Linked DNA regions of Rattus norvegicus: region 2 is linked to region 1. Evidence: chromatin contacts called from public Hi-C data. All regions are on one chromosome and are shown on one strand. The core of a region is the stretch at or near the end of the contact, and the rest is flanking DNA. Distances in the headings are between cores, read along the strand shown. Region 1 holds the start of Tshz2 (teashirt zinc finger homeobox 2). Region 2 overlaps Tshz2 (teashirt zinc finger homeobox 2).

Evidence for each region. Hi-C and Micro-C count contacts between places; a contact is called where the count stands out from the background.
Region 2: a Hi-C map of psoas muscle shows a contact between it and region 1, with 1.7 times the contacts expected there. The contact joins the enhancer-like site here to the promoter of Tshz2 in region 1. A contact is called at or near these places in 2 of 12 Hi-C or Micro-C datasets (mammary epithelial cells and psoas muscle).

What each region holds. Positions count from the first base shown.
Region 1 is chr3:178,820,898-178,826,976 of GRCr8, reverse strand. It overlaps Tshz2 (teashirt zinc finger homeobox 2), which reads right to left and starts at 2,756. Exons shown (of 2, transcript NM_001399744.1): 1 at 1,745-2,756. The coding sequence starts at 1,784. LOC103691977 (a long non-coding RNA gene) reads left to right here and starts at 1,854. Exons shown (of 4, transcript XR_591875.4): 1 at 1,854-1,992.
Region 2 is chr3:178,875,040-178,881,118 of GRCr8, reverse strand. All of the region lies in intron 1 of Tshz2 (teashirt zinc finger homeobox 2), which reads right to left. Among named protein-coding and RNA genes, the nearest start is that of Tshz2, 54 kb to the right of the region's middle. Within about 2 kb of position 3,533, at least 4 of the 93 cell types and tissues checked have an H3K27ac peak or open chromatin away from gene starts, as enhancers often do.

The DNA.
Region 1 (6,079 bases), core at 1,507-4,006:
CGAGTTAAAAAGATACAATAAAATAAGAGAGCTATTGTTTCCAAAAGAGGTAACCAGAGTCGAGAAGAGAAAACCCCTGCCTAGACAAGTTGCCAACTGTGTTGCTGAGAATATTTTCATTATTTTGTTCTTAGAGAAACAATTGAAAATACGTGAATGCAAGCTTTATAAGAAAGCTACTCAGAGCGACCTACACATGGCCGAGGAAGCGATTCTGCACTCAGGAGGAAGGGAACTGGTTTTTCTGGAGCACATGTAGTGATGTTTCAGATGCAATCAGGCAGGAGTGAAGCATTATGAACTTGGTAGCCAGCACGTTCAGACACTGGTACACCCGCTTTCCCCACATTCCTAACTCACTTCTTGGTGACTTTGCAAAGTTTACCCAAGTGTCCTAGGGACTTCTCCGGTGTTTGACTCAAGTTAGAGCAGAATGAAATATAGCCGTGGTCTCCAGATCAGTCTTCCCCATTGCTGCTCAAAGTCAGAGGAGAAAGACAGAGAGAAGAGCACAGGGGAGCCAGCGAAACTTAAACTTTTGCTAAAGCCCCATCCACTAAAGGACACAAAGAAATAAAAACGCCCACATTAAAAACCAACAAGATAATGATTGTGCATTTCTCTCTCTCTGAATATAGAGGGCAAAGCCTGCGTCACTGCCACTCGGAGTTACCATGGTGAGTGATTTATTGATATATATCAGAATGAATAGATCAAAGGCAGTGAGATGACAGGTGATCAATCAAATGTCAAATCAAAACTAGCAATCGAGTGGAAAGCTGATTTTTTTTCAGTGGGTGGGTCTGGCAAGAGAAAAATGAACTTTCCTGTTTTGATTCCGAGAAACAAAACCCCAGCATACTATTAAAAAAGCAATTAGGCAACCTCAAAGGAAAAAGGAACAACAACAAAAACAACAACAACAACAACAGCGACAACAGTAACCCTGAATATCTGTTGTGGGGACCCATTGACCTGTTCTGATCTTTAGGGTCCCTGCAAGAAAGAATTCCACAGGACAGCTCCCTAAGGTAGTAGTCAATTCGCGAAGTTTCCAAAGCTCTACCTATCTGGCAAAGCAAAATCCAAAGCTGTTTAAATTTCTATGGGGTGCTCTTCCTCCAACCCCACCTGGCTTTAAGCAAGAGAGGGGATGGTTAGATTTCTAGAAACGGTGAATCCTTTTAGAAAACACATCCAAAGCCCCACTCATTTCCGAGGGTGCCTTTTGCACTTTGACCACCAAAGCTACACCCTCATGGCTCCCAGCTCCAAAACCTGCAGCCCCAGGCTTGGCCATGCCTCACACTTGCCAGCCCTGAGACCCAGTGACTGGAGACACTGTCCCTGGAGGCCAGAAGCTGCCTGCACTGACCTCTCAGAGGGACAAGAGAGGGGGCTATCTCCCTCCCCCTGCACCCCAAATCCATAATCCGACTTTGGTTCCAGAGGCAAGAAGCCAGACTGGGAGAAAAAGTTAGGGGTGGGGTAGAGGGTGGAGGGAGGAAAAGTTTAAACCAGGAAGGTTTGGTGGGATAGCTTCCCCGCCACCACCCAGAGGGAGCCTGGAGAGGGAAGGATTGGGGAGATCAGCGTGGGGTGATGAAGAGGGCACCCGTACGCTAACCCTTTTGAAAGCGCCAGGGGGTGGCGTCCCCGCCAGCCCTGGGCCAGGAGGGCGGGCGGGCCAGCCGCGGTGCGCCGGGATCGGGAGCCGGGCACCCGGAGCGGAGCCATCTCTTACCTGCCGCCCGCTTGGGTGCCTGCTGTTTCCTCCTTGGCATCGCTCTACTTAGCTCCAGTCTCACTTCTGGCGCCCCAGCCCTGAGCCGCGCGCGGGGGCCGCAGTCTCACTCGTCTTTCTGTGGCTCCTAGGACGTCACTCGGCCTCTGTCCCCCTGACGATCCCCCTGCCAGAGCTCCAGCGCGGGGCCGGAGACCCCCTCTCTGGGTGGCAGATATGCGGCTGGCGCCGGCTGCTTGCAAGTGGAGGTTGGTTCTGCCTTGTTTGTTTGTTTGGTCTTTTTCCCCCTCTCTTTTTGTTTTGCTTTTGGATTTTTTTTTTCTTTTTTTGGTTTTGCTTTTTGCTGTTTTTTTTGGTGACTGGTGAGACACTTGATTTCTTTATTAAACATCCAAGACGGGGTTCAGATGGCAGGGATGAGGGACGCACACGCACCACGCGCACACTCGCGCTTAAAGATAAGGGGGAAAACAATCCTGGGAAGACAGTGGATTTCTTCTTTTTCTTCTTCCTTCTCTTTCCCTCCTCCTCCTCCTCCTCTTCCTCCACCTCCTCTTCTTTCACCACCTCCTTCTTCTCCTCCTTCTCCTCCTCCTCCTCTTCCTCCTCCTCTTCCTCTTCTTCCTCCTCCTCCTCTTCCCTGATCTTGATGGCGGATTCGCTGGATTCGCGCTGGGGAGAGATCACTCACTGTGGGTTTGTTGTTGCTGTCAGATCCCCGTCTGTGAGTGATATGCGAGAGGACAGGAGCGGGTTTGGGAAAGACAGAAAATCTGGAATTCACTCACACACACACACACACACACACACACACACACACACACACACACAATCACGCTCTCTCTCACACACACAAGCACTCTCTCTTACACACACACACACACACACTCACACCCCCACATATGCTCTCCCTTACACACACACACACACACACACACACACACACACACTCACACACACACAAGACAGGGCGAGGCGATGCCAGCAAACATCGATCCCGGCTGAACAAACTGAACATTAACAAACTCCTCCTCTTCTCCCGGCGACCTGATGACAGGGAGAAATTTACTCCCCAGCCGCAGAGCGCCAGGCAGAGGGAGTCTATTAAAGGGACAGTGTCCCGACTGGGAGAGGAGCTGGGGAAAGGGGACCCTGCCTGCTGGTCTGCAGCCCAGGAGGCACCCACCTCCTCCTCACTGGGGCAGTGGAGTGTCCTCCTGTCTAGATGCCCCTCCAGGAGGAAGAAAAGGGGGGAGTGGGAAGGAAGGGGGCGGGGCTCTGGCAGAGTTGGAGACAAGAATTAGAGTTGGCGATCAGAAGGAGACATCCTACATTTCCTGGGGGACAGACTAGGGGAATGGGACTATATCCAGTCTCAACCTGTTCCTCAGCACATAGCCTCCTCCCAACTCTGGAAGTTCAAGTTGCTGTCCTTCCACTTTCTTGGACTATTGGATTTTTTTTTAAACATCTGCTTCCTGGGCAGACTAATTACATAACCTTCATTCTGTTTCCTTTCAATACTGACATTCACTGAGCACCTACTGTGTACCTGTTTTGCAGTCACAGCAGTGACAGCGAATGGGTAAATCCGGATTGTGGGTGAGGGGAACAGCATCTGAAACAACTTGCCCCCTGGTGGTGTCCAGTCACTTCCCAGAGGTCTGCCTTGCTGAAAATTTGATGTACACATTTCTCTATGTTATCTCTCCACTGGGCTTGGAAAGGTGGGTGCTGTGCATAGCTTTTTCCTTGGATAATTACCTCCAATCTCACTAGAATATAAGTTCTTAGGGAAATGTGTCCTCTTTTATCTTACTCTATCTCCCAGTGGTGCCAAAACAGAAAACAGCTTCACCCTCAATAGTGCAATAAATGAAAAGGAAGCAGGGCATGCTGGGACTAGGAAGCAGGGCATGCTGGGAGTATAACTTTAGAGTGGCCTGGATTGGTTCAAACTGAGCGTTGGGCTGGGACTGAAAGAGGAGTCCATTTCAACACGTTGCATGGCCATGGGTGAATAGGATGACCCTGTCCTGAAGGAACTTTCCTTCCAGTGGGGTAGAAAGCCAATGGCAAGTGGAAGGCAGCAGAAGGAGGCAGATCTAGGGTCGGAATGAATCTGGTACTGGGCATTGTACTTAGGGCACCATACCTGCCAAACAGGCAGTCTATTACTGAACTCTATTTCTGATCCTCTTTTCAATTTTTTATTTTAAATGTTGAGACACAGTTTTCGTTAAGTTATTCAGGCTGGCCTTGAGCTCATTCTGACAGAGGTCTTGAACTTGGGATCTTCTGGTCCCAGGCTCCTGAGTAGTTGGGATGATAGGCCTGGGCCACAAGTCTGTCATGAATCTGGAGTTTGAAGAAGGAAGGATGTTTACCAAGTAGGGCTGCCTGGGGCAAGTCACAGATAGGTAGGTTCTAATCTTGGAGTAGGAGCAAGTGGGTAAATAGGGGACTCTTGATATAGCTGCCCTTGGCATAACATTAGAAGTTCCTGCTTCTTAGTCCTCCCAACCCCACAAAGGATGTACTCACCTTTGTTCTCTAAAGCAGGTTTTGCAGCCCTAGATCTCTTAACATTTTGGGCCACACATTGCTTGCTGGAGATGAGTATGGTCCATCACAGTGTAGGATGCTTGCTTGGCAACATCCAGGCCTCTAGATGCCAGAATCCTCCCCTCTGCTCTGATGACAGAATGTTTCACAGACATTGCCCAATATCCTCTGGAGCCAAAATGTTCCCTGCTTGGAGACTGCCACCTTGGACTTTCTAGATGGGAGTGAGCCTTCTGGATTGCTGGATATGGGCCTGGTTCTGGAGTTACATTGAACACACAGACTCCAGTATTTCATGCAAACCCGCCTGCTCACTATAGTCTGAGAACTTCCCAGAACATACTTACATACATACATACATACATACATACATACATTCTTCTTCTTCTTCTTCTTCTTCTTCTTCTTCTTCTTCTTCTTCTTCTTCTTCTTCTTCTTCTTCTTCTTCTTCTTCTTCTTCTCCTCCTCCTCCACCTCCTCCTCCTCCTTCTCCTTCTTCTTCTTCCTCTTCCTCTTCCTCCTCCTCCTCTTCTTCCTCCTCTTCCTCCTCCCCTTCTTCTTCTTCTTCCTCCTTCTCCTCCTCCCCCTTCCCCTCCCCCTCCCCCTCCCCCTTCTCTTCTTCCTCCTCATCCCCCTCCATTTTCAGGAGTCAGACAAAGTTAATGCTGCTGACTTTAAGACCAAAGCATGCTTAGATATAACTGAATGGCACCAGGGGTGATGTTGCTCCTGTGGCACCATGATGGACTCTCTTCTGTCTCTTTGTTCCTCCCCACGATGTATCCCCTGGTAATGAGGCCTGACCAATGAAACCTCAGATGCCTCCCACATTGCCCCTTACCTCTTGCCACCTGACTCCTCCTCACGGGTGATTAAATGTCAGCTGTGACTAGTTCAATACAGTCTTTCGCAGCAGTACTTTTGGGCCACAGGAAATGTAGCTCACCGGACCCTACCCATCGGCCGCAAAGCGCTGTTATTGTCACTGCTCCCAAAGTGCTAGTTAGTCATTTTCAACAGCCCCGAATGAGTCTCCGTCCCACACGGGTAGTACACGTAATTACATCACCTGGTCTAAACCACCCAGACAGCTCCCACCCCTTATCACAGCCTAGCTCTTTGGCAGCTGAGGCAGAACAATTGTGTATTATTACAGTTGGCAATGTTAGCAAAGAGGTCTTAACCATGGTTTCTCAGAATACATTTGGAAAGCTCTGAACTTGCACATCCACGGTAGAGTACAGTACCGTGATCACAGGACCAGGAAACACAGACTTAGGAGAAGGGGTGAGTCGTAAGGGCTCACCATGAATTTGCCATCTTCTCTGGAAACCTGTTGCCTTGGGGAGTCATATTATGCTCAAGGCAGCATCTGAGAAACTTCTGTAGTGTGCATAAGGGATACAAGGTATTGTCCTAAGAAAACCAGTAGATGGTAGGATGTTGTTCTAGTTAGCCTTGGCTGTCAACCTGACACAAATATGGTGTCATCTGGGATAAGAGAACCTCAGTTGAGAATTGCTCGGATCACACTGGCTGGTGGCCTTATCTTCAGAATTGCTAACTGAGGTTGGAGGGCCCAGCCCACCATGGGCGGCACCATTCCCTAGGCATGAAAGCCTAAGCTGTGTTAGAAAGGCAACTGCTGAACAAGCAAGTAAGGGTTTCCCTGTGGTCTCCTGTGGTCTCTGCTTCAGTTTCTGTCCCGGAGCCCTTCCATGGCATCTCTCAGTGATGGACTGTAAGCCGCAAGCTGAAATAAACCTTTCC
Region 2 (6,079 bases), core at 2,284-4,783, 53 kb before region 1:
TGTGCAGTGTAGTAACTAACCCCACTGCACTGTGCTAACCACTGGTCCCTTGATAGATGTGTGTAAACCCCACATTCAGAAGTATCCACTTGGTGCTTTTAATTTTTCGATCTTTGCAAATAAGTCTTCCTAGGTATCCCTGGCTGGCCTGAAACTTATGGCAATCCTCCTGCCTCTGCCTCCCAGAAGTGAACTACCTGAGGCTAATGGTTCTCCCTTGGTTCTTACTTTTGTAGTATTTACATTGCTCCGGCCTGCCAGGCAGCTCCACTTTGCTGGTCTATAAATAGGTATTTCCATGATACGAACGAAGCCTGTAGGCATTGCTTGACTTCTTAGTTTTCCATTCATCTGTGAGCCCTGGGAAAGAAGGTTGAAGCCCCGCCTTACTGCCCCACACCCAATCAGAGAGCAAATCAATGGCATAGGCTGAGTTATGTTGGTGTAACCCGGCCCCTGCTATATTCTTAGCGGAAAATCACATCTCAGTTAACACCCTGATTCATCTACACCTTGTCTTATCTCTTAGGCTCGACTTTCGTTCTATTTGCTCTGGAGTTTTAATAGGACGTTCTCTGAAAAATTTCATATGACCCTGAGTGGGTCTCCGGTAAATATTGAACTGAAATAAAGCCATTCTTGAGAGCTCTCTCTGCTGAGGACCCTTTCGTCAAGATCCACAGCTGATATTCTGTCTCCCAGGAGCTGGGTCCTGTGGGGGAATGAAAAACTCATCACTATGGAGATGGGGGCCCAGGGGCAAACCACAGAGGGAAGCTAGGGACAGAGATGCAGCTGAGGCCTCAGGGTTGGGCTGAGCTTTAGGGGACAGAAGTCAGCAGCTCCCTCTCCCTCTCTCTTTCTAACCCACAGGCTGTGGACTGTGCTGTCTTGTCTCAGATCCTTGGGTTTCCCTGTCCACATCCATTTCCTTTGTAGGACTCCTCACCACCCAAGAACCTCCCACCTCATCTCCCTGCCTCTTCATGGCTGCCACTGTAACCCTCCCAACTGCTGCAGCAATCACTCTTGAAAGGGAACTCAGGCTCCATTGATCCCAGAGCTGTGACATACCTGTCGGCGACTTCTCGACACACTTAGAACCCAGTCCAGGCATTCAGCTCTGAGCTCCTACAGCAACAGACTTCTGAGGACTACAGACTCCAATATGTACTGCTCCCTGTCTAGGCAATGTGCCAAGAGTACCGAAAAGGACATTTGAACAGCAGGGCCTTTGGACTTGCCCCCCTCCTTAGCCCAAGAGTGTTAGACCCTCAGGCCTTCGTTCCCTTCTATTTGGAGACAATGTTCCATGTCCCTTCCTCAGAGGGATCTTCTGTGACAAACTTCAACAAAACAATCAGATTTCACACATCACCTCGTTCTCTTTTATTAGCAGGAAATCTACCGCATCTAAAATTATTGATTGCATGTGGCTGTTGCCTATACAACTCACTTCATGAGGGGAAGGACTTTGCCTACCTGTGTTCTTTGTCATTGGCACTGAGCAATCCAGGGCAGTGTTTGGTGACATGTTTTTGACCTCTATCAGGCATTATATTTTGCAAAAGTTATTGAAAAGAATATGTTACCAACCCGTTACCTGCTTACAACACTCCAGCATGCCTTCTAGTACACTCAACTCACAAGCGAAGAAACAGCCTTGGAGTCATTCAATCCTTAGTCCGAGGCGAAGTGGCTGGTGCTTCTTAGCCATGATCAACACCCTGGCCACTTCACGGCCCGAGTTCCTACCGTGACTGTCTACTGCCTCCCTCTTGGTGGTTTGCTACCGAATGGTTTATTATCACAGGAAATCAAGCTCAGCCTAGTTAATTACTCATTGGGTCATTCCATCCGTCCAAGAACCGTGTATTGAGACTATCATCTGACTCTCCCTCCGTGCAAGGCTCTCCTGCTAATCTCGGTCTGTGAGCCTTGCCCTTCTTATTGTGAGGATGGACGGATGACAATGAGATGGGGTGGGGGAAGAGCTAGGCCCAACCCTGGCTCTTAAGTCTGTACAATCCCAGGTCATCAACCCAACGGACCAGTGCGGAGGCCCAGGCACAATCACGTGACTTGCTCACCCTGTAGGGGGTGATAACACTACTTCACCTCACACCTTCACTCGATGCCCAAGGAGGCTTCCATAACAATACTCACTGAGTAAAAACTTCAAGAAACTCTGGTTTACGGTTCTGTAAGCCACCTACTTGTAGCTTGCTCTACCTGTAACTCTCAGCTATTTTTTTTTAAAAAAAGGATCATCTTCAACATCAGAAATTGGGTTTACTATCTGATGGTATCATAGCTTTTTGGGTTTTTTTTTCTTTTCCAACGATTTTGGGGGAAAACATACCAGCTGTCAATCACCTTTATTTAAAAAAAATAGCATTTTTTACACTATGTGTTTGAATTAATTCTGTGTTCGCCAATTCTGGCAAGGGGAAGTCGCCCATGTTCAGTTGTCTACAGCAGGCCAGAAAATTTTGATGTTTGGAAATTTGAATCTGAGGCTGGGTTTGCATTCTCTTGTATGCACCACCGTCCTGCCCTGCCCTGAATTGTCAAGATGGAGAAAGGTTCTGGAAAGCATGTCTTAGTTGGTCTACTTCTTACTGCAGACCTTGAAGCTGGCACTTTGAGGAGCCTGGGTGGTGTGGCTCAAGCCAGGGATGCAGTATTTCCCAGGCCTGTGAGGCTCATGCTGGCATAACACGGACGTCTGCTGACAGTCAACTTTGTCTTCAAAGCACAGAGATTACAGAGCAAACAGTCAAGCCACAGCACAGTAACTGTATACTGTCACCCCAGTGTCATCGTACAGCCCAGTCACTCACTCAGTGACTTCCTTCCTTATTGCCAAGGCGGAATCTCGCTCTGGACTCCAGGCTGGCCAGGAACTTACTATGTAGTTCAGGTTGACCTGAAACTCACGGTGTCCTCCTATCATACTTTCCCAAGTACTGAAACACACACACTCTCTCTCTCTCTCTCTCTCTCTCTCTCTCTCTCTCTCTCTCTCTCTCTCTCTCTCTGTGTGTGTGTGTGTGTGCGTGCGTGCGTGCGTGCGTGCGTGCGTGAGAGAGAGAGAGAGAGAGAGAGAGAGAGAGAGAGAGAGAGAGGAGGCACATGTGGAGGTTAGACGACAACTTTCTTTCAGGAGTGAACTCCTTCCTTTACTCTCCGTGTAGCTCCTGGGGCTCTAACTTAGCCATCAGACTTGACAGCAAACGCCAGAGCCACTGAGCAACCTTGCTGGCACCTGTTCAGTAGGTTTCTTTTTCTTAACAGAGCCAAACACACAGGAGGAATTCCCCACAGGGTTACAATGGTGACAAGACCATGGGCTGTGGGTAGAGTCTGGTTTTTCTGTAACCTTACAGGGCCACCATCACGCACATGGGCTACCCTCAAGAAAAGCATATCGGTGGGGTGTATGGCTGTAATTGGTTCCAGCGTGACTTGGTGAAGCATGGACCATTGTTATCTGTGTTTCGCGCAGAATGGGGAAAGTTCTAGAATCATAACTGATCGGTCCCACATGGCACAATGACAAGGCAAGGTAAGGGTGAGTTTTGTCCCTGGGTGTTTTTACTGCTCCCACATCTCTGCTTTCAACTGCTATGCTGGGAGTCTCCTGGAAGGCAGGGAGCTGGAAAAAGCTACAAAGAAGGAGGGGAAAGAGACTCTCAGGAAATCTTTACGCCTCCTTGTCTGTTCTCAAAAATCCAGTTCAAACTCAATCCAGCAATGAGACATAATCTCTCCCCAGGGTCCAACACCCCCTAAATGCTTGCAGGATGAACTCTGTGCTTGCCTCACCACAAAATTATTCAAGGGCTCACAGGACACTTGCCGGCCTCTGGAATCCTATGTCACAACTGACAGGGGCCTGGCAGATGGCTTTAATGATATTACCAAATGGTCCTTCCCATTCTTGGCACCAGGCAAGATCATTTTTTTTACCAGACAGCCCCTCAGATGTGATGCTATTACCCAACATACAAAGCTTCCTTTTGACCTCTGGGTGGGGAGTGGATTGGGCACACACGCTCCAAAGGGCTGCGGGGACCATGGGAGAACATCGAGTTGATTCATCAAATTAGCTCAAACATAATTGTCCTGCATGAGTGGTCATTGAACTCATCAGCAATAAACCTGTCAAAAAGCTATCGGCTCTAATGTTAAATAGAGACGCACGGTACCGTGTTCACAGTCTGACGGCTGTTGGACTTCAGCCCGTGGGGGATATTTCCCTTCTGTGGTAGGAAGCATAGTCTACAGCAGGAAAGAAGGAATGCACAGTACCAGCAAGAGTTAAGTTCTGTGTGTATCAGGCACATGACTAGATTCTTCTCTCTAAGAGAAGAGATTGTATATTTTTTTCTTTTTCTTTTCTCTTTTTCTTTTATTATTAGCTGTGGCTTCCATAACCTACTTGACTTTCTGCAGTGGAGACCCACCCAGAATGAAGACCGTGTGTGTGCTCTGTTTGAAGTCTTCCTTCTTTGGACTAATGTGTCCCCTACGCAAACTCTCTTGGCATGTGCAGAACCCACTGGAACTGTTTTGAAGAGACAAAGAGGAATCAGACAATGCGATTCCTTCCTGCTACCGTCGATGACGGCCATGCTTCCCACGGCAGAGCTGAGGGTCCTTTCTCATAGGGATAGTTGAACGTCTTCCCTGTGCCTACCCTCAGTGTGGCTGCCCTGGCACCTAGCAGGGAGACGGGTGATGCCACAAGCCCTTTCTCCAAACAGCTCAAGTTCAGGGACTGCACTGCCTCTCAGATCTGAGACTCTCTCTCGGCCATGACACATGTCTTCTTTTCGTGACTCCTTGTCTGATTCCTAATTTTTTATGCCATTTGGGGGTAATTTTTTCTCTCTCTCTTTTTTGTTATTGACAAAGACAGAGGAGGTGCCTATAATTTGTGAGTGACTGACAAGGCCTCATGTTGTTAACTCAAATGTTTTGATTTACATCAGAGGGGACCTCCAAGCCCCAGACATGACAGGCTGCGATGGCGCCTTCAAAGCCAGCGAATATTAAATCCCAGAAAGCAAGCCCTTTATGCGATACTCAATAAATTATCACTTGTGGGAGGTTCGGCAACAAACAGTAAAAGACAGACAAACTCCATAGACATTCGATAGCAGGGAACCACCCTGCGGAGACTGGGGATGTGTACAGCAGGTATAGGATACAAAGATTCTCCTCTCCCTGCTATTTAGAACCAGAAGACAGAAACAAAGCAAGGCAAAAATTTCAATGGAGCACAAATACATCCAGGAACTGGGCTAAGTCAGTGCTGTTCTAGTCACCCAATGAAATATTTACAGTCACTGAAATGTCACGATCCAAAGACAACAAGGATGTCATGTGGAGGTGGTTTTTAAGGTCCTTTTTACACCATACAGAGTATATATTTCCCTTTACCACACAGAAGAATGAGGTATTGTTTTCCATTGTTTTCCGGGCTGGCCCTGCACCTGTGTGAGAAACTTGGTAACTGTGTATCCTTTCTGATAAGCTCCCGCCAGCACCAGCACCACAACCAACTGAACAGATCCTGATTGTGAATGGCGATGCTGATTGCGATGGGCGGCTGGAAGGAGCATTGATCAGGGGACACAGGAAGGAGGGACAGCATCCAACAATGCAAAACCTCCTGGTGATCTTTGCCAGTCACGGGTGTGCCGGACTTGGCTTGCCTGACTGGGTTAGAATCCTCTCTTTGAAAATGAAACTGCTCATTTCCTGAGGAATGGAAAGACTCGGCAAGGCTTTTCTTTAAAAGTCCATATGCTACGTCCAGGGTCTAAGGAAAGAGCAAAGATTGCTGCCGGCCATGGCCTTCTCAGGCGTGCAGCCCCAAAGACACCCCTAAACCCCCATGCCCAGAGGAGATCCGGAGATCTAGTTAAGACCAGAGGCTTCAAGGATTTTCCCATTTTAGCTTTTCTGCTTACTGGTAAGGTTACTTCTAGGAAGCTAATTACTCCCTGAGTCTTTCTCATATGAGGGGACGATTGCAAGCAGTGGCACTTGCCCCAGTGGTTGTGACCAT